Linked DNA regions of Mus musculus: region 2 is linked to region 1. The links are chromatin contacts, called in public HiChIP or PLAC-seq maps. All regions are on one chromosome and are shown on one strand. Each heading gives the region's core, a stretch centred on a gene start, on an enhancer-like site or on the middle of the called end of the contact. The rest is flanking DNA. Distances are from core to core; before and after follow the strand shown.

Region 1 (5,587 bases), core at 2,229-4,728:
CTTGGAGTCCATGAGGGCTGGAGTTTATGTGCCACGTTGCAAGTGTGGAGTTAGTGCTTGCCTGCCACCTGGTGGGATCCAGAGAAAGAACTGAGGCCAGGCTTCCCTGCTGGCCTGACTCTACCCACTGAAACTTTATTTGCATTGAAGCCAAGGACTCTGGTTTGAGGTTTCCTTACAAAAGTAAGGGAATTCCCTTAGTGCTGGGATTCAGACCTGTGACCAGTTTTAACATTTAACGTACCTGTGGTGGTTTGAATATGCTTGGCCCCGGAAGTGACACTATAAGGAGGTGAGACCTTGTTCAAGGAAATGTGTCACTGTGGGAGTGGGCTTTGAGACCCTCCTTCCCTCCTAGCTGCCTGAGGAGTCAGTCTTCCAGTTCCTCCAGAACAAGATGTAGAGCTCTCAGCTCCTCCTGAGCCATCCCTCCCTGGATGCTGCCATACTTCCTGCTATGATGATAATGGACTGAACCTCTGAACCTGTAACCTAGCCCCAGTTAAAGGCTGTCCTTTATAAGAGTTGCCTTAGTCACAGTGTCTCTTCCCAGCAGTAAAACCTTAACTAAGACAGTACCAAAGCGGCCTCCAGATTCTCCCAGCATCCTTCAGTCCCTCTCTGGGATCTTTTCAGCAGTGGGGCTGGGCTTCCCTTCCTGAGGAGCTCTTCCCTACATAATGAAGACATTTTGCTTTCTCCCTCCTCCAACCCAACCCCATTCTCTCTGTTTCCCTCCTCCTCCCTCCATGTGTCCCTGCTTGCCCAAGCTCACAGGCTTTCTCTCTTCCTCTTCCTCTTCCTCCTCCCCTCTGACTCTCTCCCTATGGCGACTTCCCTGGCCATGGGACCAGTGAACCTGCCTGAGAGCGGCTCCAAACAAGCCTGCCTTTATGTACTTTAATCTGGCTTGGGTTGACTTGTTCACTAGTTAATTAACTTATCACTCAGGTGCTCTGGATCGCAATCTAGAGTTGTGCCTCTGTCCCTGCCTGCTCCAGATGTGCCTCAGCTTCTTGGCCATTTCTGAAACCCTCCCACCTGCTGGAAAGAACTAAGAGACAGATGAGTCAGAAGGGAAGTGCCCGCCTGAATCCCTAAAGTGACTTCCTTTCTCTAAAGGAGATCTGCCCCCCCACCCCACCCCCAAGAATTAACCCTAGGGTAGGTCCTAGAGGGAGGAGATGGAGGAGGCAGTGACCTGCCCATCCCCTCCCAGCACCAAGCCGACTTGTCAGTCAGCTGGCCTTGTTATAATTAGCCAGGACAGGTAAACCTCACGGGTGATGCTCTCCTGCCCCAGTACAGGAGAGGGGTGGGAGCTGGGGCCAACGTGGTAGCGGCAAATGTCTTTGCCAAAATCATCCCCCTTCATTTTTTCCAACTAAAACCAAAGGTCTCAGGCAAGCTGGAACACATGCATTACCTCCAACTCACAACTCCAGCGCCCACCCAGGAAGACCTTCTATGGGGGCTCTTGAAGCCATCCAAGGGTGTGTTGACTGGCCACAGGGAAACAAAGGTGGGGCTCTGGGGTGTTCAAGGGCAAGTTAACAATGCTAGAGAAGCTGAGATAAATGGGTTGCTGAGACCACTCCAGGTCAGCAAGGAGGGACACACACACACACACACGCACACACACACACACCAGCCCAAAAGGACATTTATTCTGGTTGAGTAAAGCAGAGAGATGAAGGTGGAGTCCCTGGGTTAAAGTATAACGCATTTATAGCCCTCCTCCCCCAGAGCCTCCTTTCTCTCCTCACTGGGGTGGGAAGGACGGTTGAGGTTGACCAGTCTTCTAGAACCTCCCACAATGTGTACTTAGGTCCCTGTATCACTAATGAGTTTGGGGGTAGCTTCCCCCCAGGTTCAGCATCTGGGACCTTGCTGTCTCTTCAGTCTCCATGGCTGCCCATTCAAACCCTGAGTAGCTGAGACAGAAATTTCATTTTAGTGGAAAAGACAGACCAAGGAAAACTTAACAAGTGAGAGATGAAAATGAACCTGAGGGGCTGGAGAGATGGCTCAGGGGTTAAGGGCACTGACTGCTCTTCCAGAGGTCCTGAGTTCAAATCCCAGCAACCACATGGTGGCTCACAACCATCTGTAAAGGGATCTAATGCCCTCTCCTGGTGTGTCATCTGAAGAGAGTGACAGCGTAATCACATACATAAAACAAATAAATAAATCGTAAAGGGTGTGTGAGAGAAGGAATAGGAAAGAGGGGTGTGAGCTACTGTGGGGAGGAACCCAAGAGCAGAACCTAGCACAGAAAGAGATATGAATAAGCCTGGTATCTGGGGAAACTGAATTCAACATGTACTAGCATGCATGTGTGCCTGCATGCGCACACGTGTACACACACATCAAAACAAAACATGAAATTACATTGGCAGGCACTGATGGGTGCTGTGTTTGGAGAAAGTTGACACCACTTACCAGCAGCTACAAATGAACACTTTTTTCCCCAGTTCTCAAATATAGAAAGTGCTGCTCTGTCACACCAGACCTTTCCAGTCCAGATCCAGGCCAGAGGAAGAAGGCATGACTGGCCTCCTGAAAGACTTGTACAGCAAGAATTAGGTGTTTAAAAGGAAGCAGGAAGTTTCTTAGTTTCTTTTTGAATCAACCCTTCCTTCGACTTTCTTGTCCCTTGAATAACAGTCAATGGAAGGAAGAAGAAATGGAGGTTTGGGGCTGGAGAGATGGCTCAGTGGTTAAGACCACCGACTGCTCTTCCGAAGGTTCTGAGTTCAAATCCCAGCAACCACATGGTGGCTCACAACCATCTGTAATGAGATCTGATGCCCTCTTCTGGTGCATCTGAAGACAACTACAGTGTACTTAGATATAATAATAAATAAATCTTTAAAAAAAAAATGGAGGTTTTTGGATTTTTTTTCTTTTTTGGTTTTTCGAGACAGGGTTTCTCTGTATAGCCCTGGCTGTCCTGGAACTCACTTTGTAGACCAGGCTGGCCTCACACTCAGAAATCCACCTGCCTCTACCTCCCAAGTGCTGAGATTAAAGGTGTGTGCCACCACTGCCCAGCATAAACAGAGGTTTTATTTTACTTGACTTCTTAGAGTTTTAGGGGGCTTTCAGGTTATGTAGTCCAGGCTAGCTCAGAACTTGTGATGGTCTAACCTCAGTATCCTGAGTGCTGAGATCCTAGGGATGTGCCGCCACACCCACCTGCCATCTCTTTCATCTTAGGTTTTGAGTGTGCATCTTGGGAGGTTCCTAAGGAATAGCAGGTCTTGTCTCTGTCCTGTCCTTGTTGGACTTTTATGCTGTTACAGCCAGGAGATGGGTGCCACACCAGATGTGGGTGTTTGGGAACTCATTGCCTCTTTGTCTGGCAGTGTGCATATTTCTTTATGGAAGCCCAGCATGTTGCAGCTTCTCTCTCCTGCCCGCCACATATAGCTGCTTGTTGTTTTGGCTCCTCCCACAACCTAGTCCACTAGTCTGGTAAAGCATAAACCTTGCCCTGGAGGAGCTGTCACAGCATGGGGAAGAGTGCAGTAATGACAGAGAGCAGAGTCTTAATTAGGGTTTTTATTGCTGCAATAAAACATCATGACCAAGGAAACCTGGGAGGAAAGGGTTGATTCAGCTTGCACTTCCTGAAGGCAGCTGCAGATGCAGAGACCCTGCAGAATACTCCTTATGGGTTTGCTCTGCATGGCTTGCTCAGTCTGCTTTCTTATAGAACCCAGGAACACCAGCTCAGGGATGATACCACCTATCAATCTCTAATTAAGAAAATGTCCCAGAGGCATGATCTACAGCCTGATCTGGGTTTTTTTGTTTGGTTGGTTGGTTTTTGGTTTTCAAGATCTCTCTGTGTAGCCTTGGCTGACCTCAAACTAAGAGATCCACTTGCCTCTACCTCATGAGTGCTGGAACTAAATGTGTGTAGCACCACTACAAAGCCAGCCTGAAGTTATAGAGACATTTCTTTTTTTTTTTTCTTTTCTTTTCTTTTTTTTTTTTTTTTTTTTTTTTTTTTTTGAGACAGGGTTTCTTTGTGTAGCCTTGGCTGTCCTGGAACTCACTCTGTAGACCAGGCTGGCCTTGAACTCAGAGATCCGCCTGCCTCTGCCTCCCAAGTGCTGGGATTAAAGGCGTGCGCCACCACACCCGGCAATATAGAGACATTTCTGAAGGCCCCCTCTTCTCTGTGTCAAGTTGACATAAACCAGAAAAAGTGGCTAGACAAAACACACTGAGAGGTCAAAAGTGAATCCCTGAGATGAACAATCTTCTGAGGAGTAGGCAACTCAGTACAACAGCAGAACTGATGGCTGGCTCCTACCGTGGTCCTCTGTCTCTGTCTCTCTCTGTCTCTCTCTCTCTCTCTGTCTCTCTCTCTTTCTTTCTCTCTCTGTTTTATTTTTTGAAACGGGGTCAAATTCCTGATCTTCTCCAGTGCTGGAATTACGGGCATGAACCATCTGTTTTATCGTGTTGGGTTTTTTTTTTTTAATATAAGATTTATCTTATGTGTGTGGATGTTTTGCCTGAATGCATGTTTGTACAACGCAACACATCCATGCCTGATCCCCACAAAGGACAGAAGGGGGCTCCAGATCCCCTGAAACTGGAGCTACAGATGGTTGTGAGCCACCATGTGAGTGCTAAGAATCAAACCTTGGTCCTCTGAGCATCTCTCCGGCCCCTGTCTTGTTCTTTTAAATAGTGGAGAGGTGTTTCCTTTCTATGTCTGTGCCATTATCAATAGCAATACTTGTTTTCCCTCTAGAGACAGGGTCTTTTCTTTTTTCTTTTCTTTCTTCCTTTTTTTTTTTGTTTTGTTTGTTTGTTTTGGTTTTTCAAGACAGAGTTTCTCTGTATAGCCCTGGATGTCCTGGAACTCACTTTGTAGACCAGGCTGGCCTCTAACTCAGAAATCCGCCTGCCTCTGCCTCCCGAGTGCTGGGATTAAAGGCCTGTGCCACCACTGCCTGGCTGTAGCTCTGCTTGGCATGATATTCAATATGCACCCCAGGCTAATCATAAATATGTAGTTACCTTCCTGTTTTAGCCCCAAAGTGTTGGGACTCCACTGCAAACCATCACCATCACATATAGCCTTTCAAACTTTTTAAAATGAAAATGGGAGAGAGAGAAATATTAGCTATACCCCAGCTTGAGAAGAATTTTGCTGAGGTAAATATTTTTTTAAATGGTAAATTGGGAGCTGTAGAGATAGCTCAGAGGTTAAGAGTATTTGCTACTCTTACAGAGTACCTGAGTTCAGTTCTCAACACCTGGAGCCACCTGTAACTACTGGGAAGGCAGAGGCAGGCAGATTCTGTGAGTTCAAGGCCAGCCTGGTTCGTAGCAAGTTCCAGTACAGTTAGAGCTACTTAGTGAGACCCTGTCCCCACAAAACAAAAACAGGTGGGGCATGGGGCTGTTTTAATCCCAGTACTAAGGAGGCTGAACCAGGAGGATCACCCTTTCCAGACAAGCCTGGGCTCCTTCCATAGGGAGAACCTGCCTTAAAATGTAAAAACCAACAAAAAGGTTTGGTAGACAAGACTCTGTCTGCTGTGTTAAGTCTCTTTATTTACAC
Region 2 (5,587 bases), core at 1,775-4,274, 640 kb after region 1:
AACACCTGAGGGTATAGCATGGAAGCGTGTTCACATAGCATGTGTGAGGTCATAGATCTGATCAGTACTGGGGAGAAGGGACAGAGTCACAAAAAAATTTGGCCGGGCATGGTGGTGCACGCCTTTAATCCCAGCACTCGGGAGGCAGAGGCAGGCGGATCTCTGAGTTCGAGGCCAGCCTGGTCTACAAAGTGACTTCCAGGACAGCCAGGGCTACACAGAGAAACCCTGTCTCATAAAAACCAAAACAAAACAAATCTTCCCGCATCAAAAACAGCAAACAAAGGGAAGAGAAGCATAAACTTATCTGTAAGAAATGAACGACAAACAAAAGATTAACATTCTCAATGAGTTGTTTTTTTAAAGATTTATTTATTCATTTTATGTCTATGACTACACTGTCTTCAGACACACCAGAAGAGGATATCGGATCCCATTACAGATGGTTGTGAGCCACCATGTGGTTGCTGGGAATTGAACTTGGGACATCTGGAAGAGCAGTCAGTCTTAACCGCTGAGCCATCTCCCCTGGCTCTCTCAATGTATTTTTAAGACAAAAATTAATAAGAAAAAGTAGCTTAAGTGATGATGTACCGCTTTCATCTACTGAGTGGTGAATTATAAAATGATGAAAAGGAAGTACGTAATCCCCAGTGCAGACAAGGGCGTTGCCTCCTGCATGTGATGCTGGAAAGAGCAAATTGGCAAATTTTGTTCTTTTACCTAATTCAGTAATTCCACTGTCAAGTAAGTCCCCTAAGGAAGTGCCAGTGAATGTAACCAAAGATTGACAAGAATCTTCACCAATATCGTTTATACTTTTAAAAAACTATAGCCACAGGAGATTAATTAAGACAAGGGAATGCTATGAATTCATTAGGTGTTTTCCATGTTATTAAATGAACTTAATATTAATTAAGGCTTACTATTAAGTAACTTGTTCAAAATACTTTCCCAATGATATCAAAATGTTAAGGTCCAGCTGTTGAGGCCTGTAACCTCAGCCACTTGAGAGGCTGAGGCAAGAGCATTCAAAGTTCAAGGCCTGCCTAGACCTGAGAACTTTTCAGGCCAGCCAAAACTTAGTGAGACCTGCTCAAAACAGAAAATAAAAAGATGCCTGGGGTCTGTCTCAGTGGTAAAGCTCTTGCCTCAAATGCAAATTTAGGTTTATCACAAACAAACAAATACCCAGTATCAAAAAAAATGAAAGGATTTATTTCAGCTTCCTCCCTTACTCCCCAAATGCCCTCCTTTGTGCCAATCTGCCCCTCCACCCCCTACTGAGGCACTTCCCACTCCCTCCCCCGCCACAAAGCTGGGCATCCTCCATGCCATTCTTGGCCTGTCCATCCTTGGGGTAAATCGTTTCCTGTGCCACCTCAACCTTCTTAAAAGACAAACTTCTCCCAATACCCAGCGCCTCCTTCTCTGTCACTCATCTTCCAAGTCTCCCTTTTTCCTGCAGGTGAAGGAAGGCGCTATTTCTTGAATGATTGATTTAAAAGTACAGATCCAATTCAGATACAGGAAAAGAAGTCACTGTTCAGCCTCACTTCGGTGATCTAAGTGACTTTCTGCTCTGCTCTGCCCTAGTGTTGGGATAATCTTGGGCACTGTAAAGGCTGTCTTTGTAGTATTCAGTGTTGATTTTTGAACCAGTAGAGTACTGTCCGGACTTTGGTACTGTTATTTTTATGAAGCATCACCTGCATCGAAGATTGTACACATTCTCCTCTATCACTTCTGATTTGTTTGATAAACAGCTGATGGCTGGGCAGGAGAGTAAAGGTGGGACATCCAAGAAGAGATCGGAACTCTGGGAAGAATTGAGAGGTGGGAGATCTGCCGGCCAGACTTGGAACTTGAATGTACGGGGCTGAGGAGAGGTGATCAGCCAGGTGGTAAACATGGCTAAGCCATAAGGACTAAGCTTTCATAAATAAAGTCTCTTAATCAGTATTCGGGAGCTGGAGGGTTGAGGCAGTCCATCCACACCCTCGTCCCTCCTATCTCCACAGGTATCATGCAGGCTTTCACAACAAGAAGAGAACACACAAAACTATACTTTCTCTTGGGTTTGAACTGGGTCCCTCACACCTAGTCTAGATTAGAGCTGTATATGCTTAGCCTGGAACAAGAATTGAAGCTGAATCATATGATTTCTGTGTATTTTAGATTTAACAGGCACTAGCAGTACTCATTTCTGGAACCAAAGATTAACACCAAGTAAAAGTATGTTACAAAAATCAATCCGTTCTTCTGCCAGCTCTCGACAATTCACACACCAGCTCATCACAAACCTGCCCCGAGACTTGCATCACAACTTCAGCCAACTGGTGGTGCTCGACCACTAGTGGCCAGCCTGGTGCATGGCGTGTTTAGCTACAAACAGCTCTGCTGACTGTCCCTGCAACATTTTCATGGCTCGCCAATAGATCTGTCCGCAGTTCTCAGGTTTACCGAAGGGATGGTTCAATTCTTCCTTGATGTAATCCATCCAAAGATCTTCAAAAGGAACCAAAAAACTACTGTAAACGTAGCTAGAAAACTGGGAAGGCTTTAATTAAGCAAATTTAACTATTAATACTAAGCCAGTTAAAAAGTTCTGAGAAACTTCCGCACATAAAATTAAGAGAATGTAAATATATATGAATAAAATAAGGTACTCTGACACATTTAAGCACTGTGTAGTGTTAAAGTTCAGCCTATCTATTGCCTCAAACATTATCATGCCTTTACAGTAAAAACTTTCAAATTCCTTTCTATCCTCTCTAATTTTTTTTTCCAAGACAGGGTTTCTCTGTGTAGCCCTGGCTGTCCTGGAACTCACTCTGTAGACTAGGCTGGCCTTGAACTCAGAAATCCACCTGCCTCTGCCTCCCGAGTGCTGGGATTAAAGGCGTGCACCACCACTGCCTGGTTTCCTCCCTACTTTTTAAAAGACACGGTACGTGTACCATGTTATCATCTAGTCAGCCCCACACTGTGCCTCAGCAAGCTAGCCCTGTTGTAACTGACTAAGCACTGACAGTTCCTCCTTTCCTACTATGGTGACTACATATGACCAGCTGTGACTACTGGCCTGTACTAGCATTTTCTTTATAAATACTTGGTTTGGTTTTGAAATTTTGAGATAGGGTTTCACCCTGTAGTCCAGGCTAGCCTGGAACTTACTACATAGCCTAGACTGGCCTCAAAACTCCTGGCAATATGCTTCCACCTCTGTAGCAATAAGGTTATAGTCATGAGTCATAAGTTATTTATTTTATATTGTGTGTACATACACACCAACATGTCACAGCATACATGTGTAGGGCAGAGGAGAACTTGCGGAAGTCAGTCCTTTTTTTCTACCATGTGGGTCCAAGAGATCAGATTCATGTCTTTAGGCTTGAAAATAAGTGCCTTTGGCCATATAGCCATCTTACCCGGCCACACAAATTTCTCTTTTTAAGAGACCCAAGGGCGGGGGCTGGTGAGATGGCTCAGTGGGTAAGAGCACCCGACTGCTCTTCCGAAGGTCCAGAGTTCAAATCCCAGCAACCACATGGTGGCTCACAACCATCCGTAATGAGATCTGACTCCCTCTTCTGGAGTATCTGAAGACAGCTACAATGTACTTATATATAATAAAAATAAACAAATCTTTTAAAAAATGATTTCCACCTTTCTTATCTGTATCCCTTTAAAAAAAAAAAAAAAAAGAGACCCAAACCAAGCAAATCTTTCTCTGAGCCACAGTTGGTAAGAGAAGTAGTGGATACAGGGGTTTGCAAACTTAAGTGATAAGAAAACACTACTGCTGCAGAGGTGGAGGCAGGAGCACTACCAGGGGTAGGAGTCTAGGCTATATAGTGAGTTCCAGGCTAGCCTGGGCTACATAGAATGAGAACCTGTCTCAAAAAACACAAGGGGAAAAAAGAAAACAGAAAAAAAAAAAAAAGACAAGACCACACACACACACACACAAGGGAAGAAGGCAGGAGAAGCACTGAAGAACTGTTCTAAGAAGGACAAACCAGAAACACTACCCCAGCCATGTAACAGCCAGAGACTGCAGCTACTCACCAGAATCTGAAGTCCCAAACTCTCTCAGCGCCCTCTCGTAATACTCCCTCAGGTTTACCATCTTGCAGGGTTCCTATAAAAACAATCAGAACATCTGGCTTCATTCATCTGATCATAAATTCATATTTTAAGCAACTACTACCTGTTAGGTTTGAAGGAGAAGGACCAAACCAGCCTAGTTTCTCAACTTATCCGAAAGGAAGGAAGGAAAGACCAGGCGGGGACTGGCCCAGCAACTGAGGACACCTGCCACCAAGCCTGACAGCCTGAGCTCACCCCCAACACAGAAGGAGCCAAGAGTCAACTCTCAAAAGTTATTCTGGGGGCTGGTGAGATGGCTCACTGGGTAAGAGCACCCGACTGCTCTTCCGAAGGTCCAGAGTTCAAATCCCAGCAACCACATGGTGGCTCACAACCATCTGTAACGAGATCTGAAGCCCTCTTCTGGAGTGTCTGAAGACAACTACAGTGTACTTACATATAATAAATAAATAAATCTTTAAAAAAAAAGTTATTCTGACTTTCACAGGTGCACCGTGGTGCTCACAAAATAAACAAGACGGGCTGGAGAGATGGCTCAGCAGTTAAGAGCACTAACTGCTCTTGTGAGAGTCCTGAGTTCCAATCCCAGCAACCACATGGTGGCCCACAACCACCTGTAATGGAATCAGAGGCACTCTTCTGGTGTGTCTGAAGACAGCTGCAATGTACTCATATACATAAAATAAATAAATCTTTAAAAAAAAGAGAGAAAGAAAGAAAGAGAACAAGAACACGTGTTGCTCTTGCAGAAAATCTGAGTTCAGTTCCTATCCTGACACCCAAGTCCTATGGCTCACAAGCACCTGTAACTACAGCTCCAGAGAACTCAAGGCCTCTTCCAGCCTCCAAGGGAATCCGAATTCCTATATAAGTACTTCCACAAAGAAACACACAACTTAATTTTTTTTAAAAAAGCATTGGGGAGGGGGGTAATGGGAGACTTTCGGGATAGCATTTGAAATGTAAATGAAGAAAATACCTAATAAAAAATTGGGGGGGGGGAGCATTTAGTATAAAGTAACTATTTCATGAGTTTAATCCCTAGCACCACTAAAACAAAAATTAGAACACTGGGCAGTGGTGGCACGTGCCTTTACTCTCAGGCAGAGGCAGGAGGATCACTGAGTTCAAGGCCAGCCTGGTCTACACAGTGAGTTCCAGGACAGTCAAAAGCTACACAGAGGAAACCCTGTCTCAAAAAACGAAACAAAACAAAACAAAACAAAAAATATTTTCAAATCTCCCTTCTCCAAGCCACATATTTTACAGTCAGTTTAACTTCACATGCACAAATATGCAAACACTCTGCTACAGAATCATAACACACATGGCACTATCCACCTTCTTTCCTATCCACTATCCCACTGGGCCTTGTGTCTCTCACACGTTTCACAGGCAGAAAGCCTGCCTACACAGATGAGGGGAAGACTGACAATGAAGTGACTTATCTAGGCATAATTATTACGTTAGTAAT

What was found. HiChIP or PLAC-seq counts read pairs in DNA pulled down with a chosen protein or histone mark.
Region 2: an H3K27ac HiChIP or PLAC-seq map of acute myeloid leukemia shows a contact between it and region 1, with 8 times the contacts expected there. The contact joins two enhancer-like sites.

The regions. Positions count from the first base shown.
Region 1 is chr11:79,290,618-79,296,204 of GRCm38.p6, forward strand. No RefSeq gene overlaps it. Among named protein-coding and RNA genes, the nearest start is that of Gm30561, 12 kb to the right of the region's middle. Within about 2 kb of position 3,479, at least 30 of the 459 cell types and tissues checked have an H3K27ac peak or open chromatin away from gene starts, as enhancers often do. A contact at or near this core is called in acute myeloid leukemia, where this site is marked.
Region 2 is chr11:79,933,602-79,939,188 of GRCm38.p6, forward strand. It overlaps Utp6 (UTP6 small subunit processome component), which reads right to left. Exons shown (of 19, transcript NM_144826.3): 18 at 4,072-4,144; 19 at 355-2,508. The coding sequence ends at 2,354. Among named protein-coding and RNA genes, the nearest start is that of Utp6, 26 kb to the right of the region's middle. Within about 2 kb of position 3,025, at least 2 of the 459 cell types and tissues checked have an H3K27ac peak or open chromatin away from gene starts, as enhancers often do. A contact at or near this core is called in acute myeloid leukemia, where this site is marked.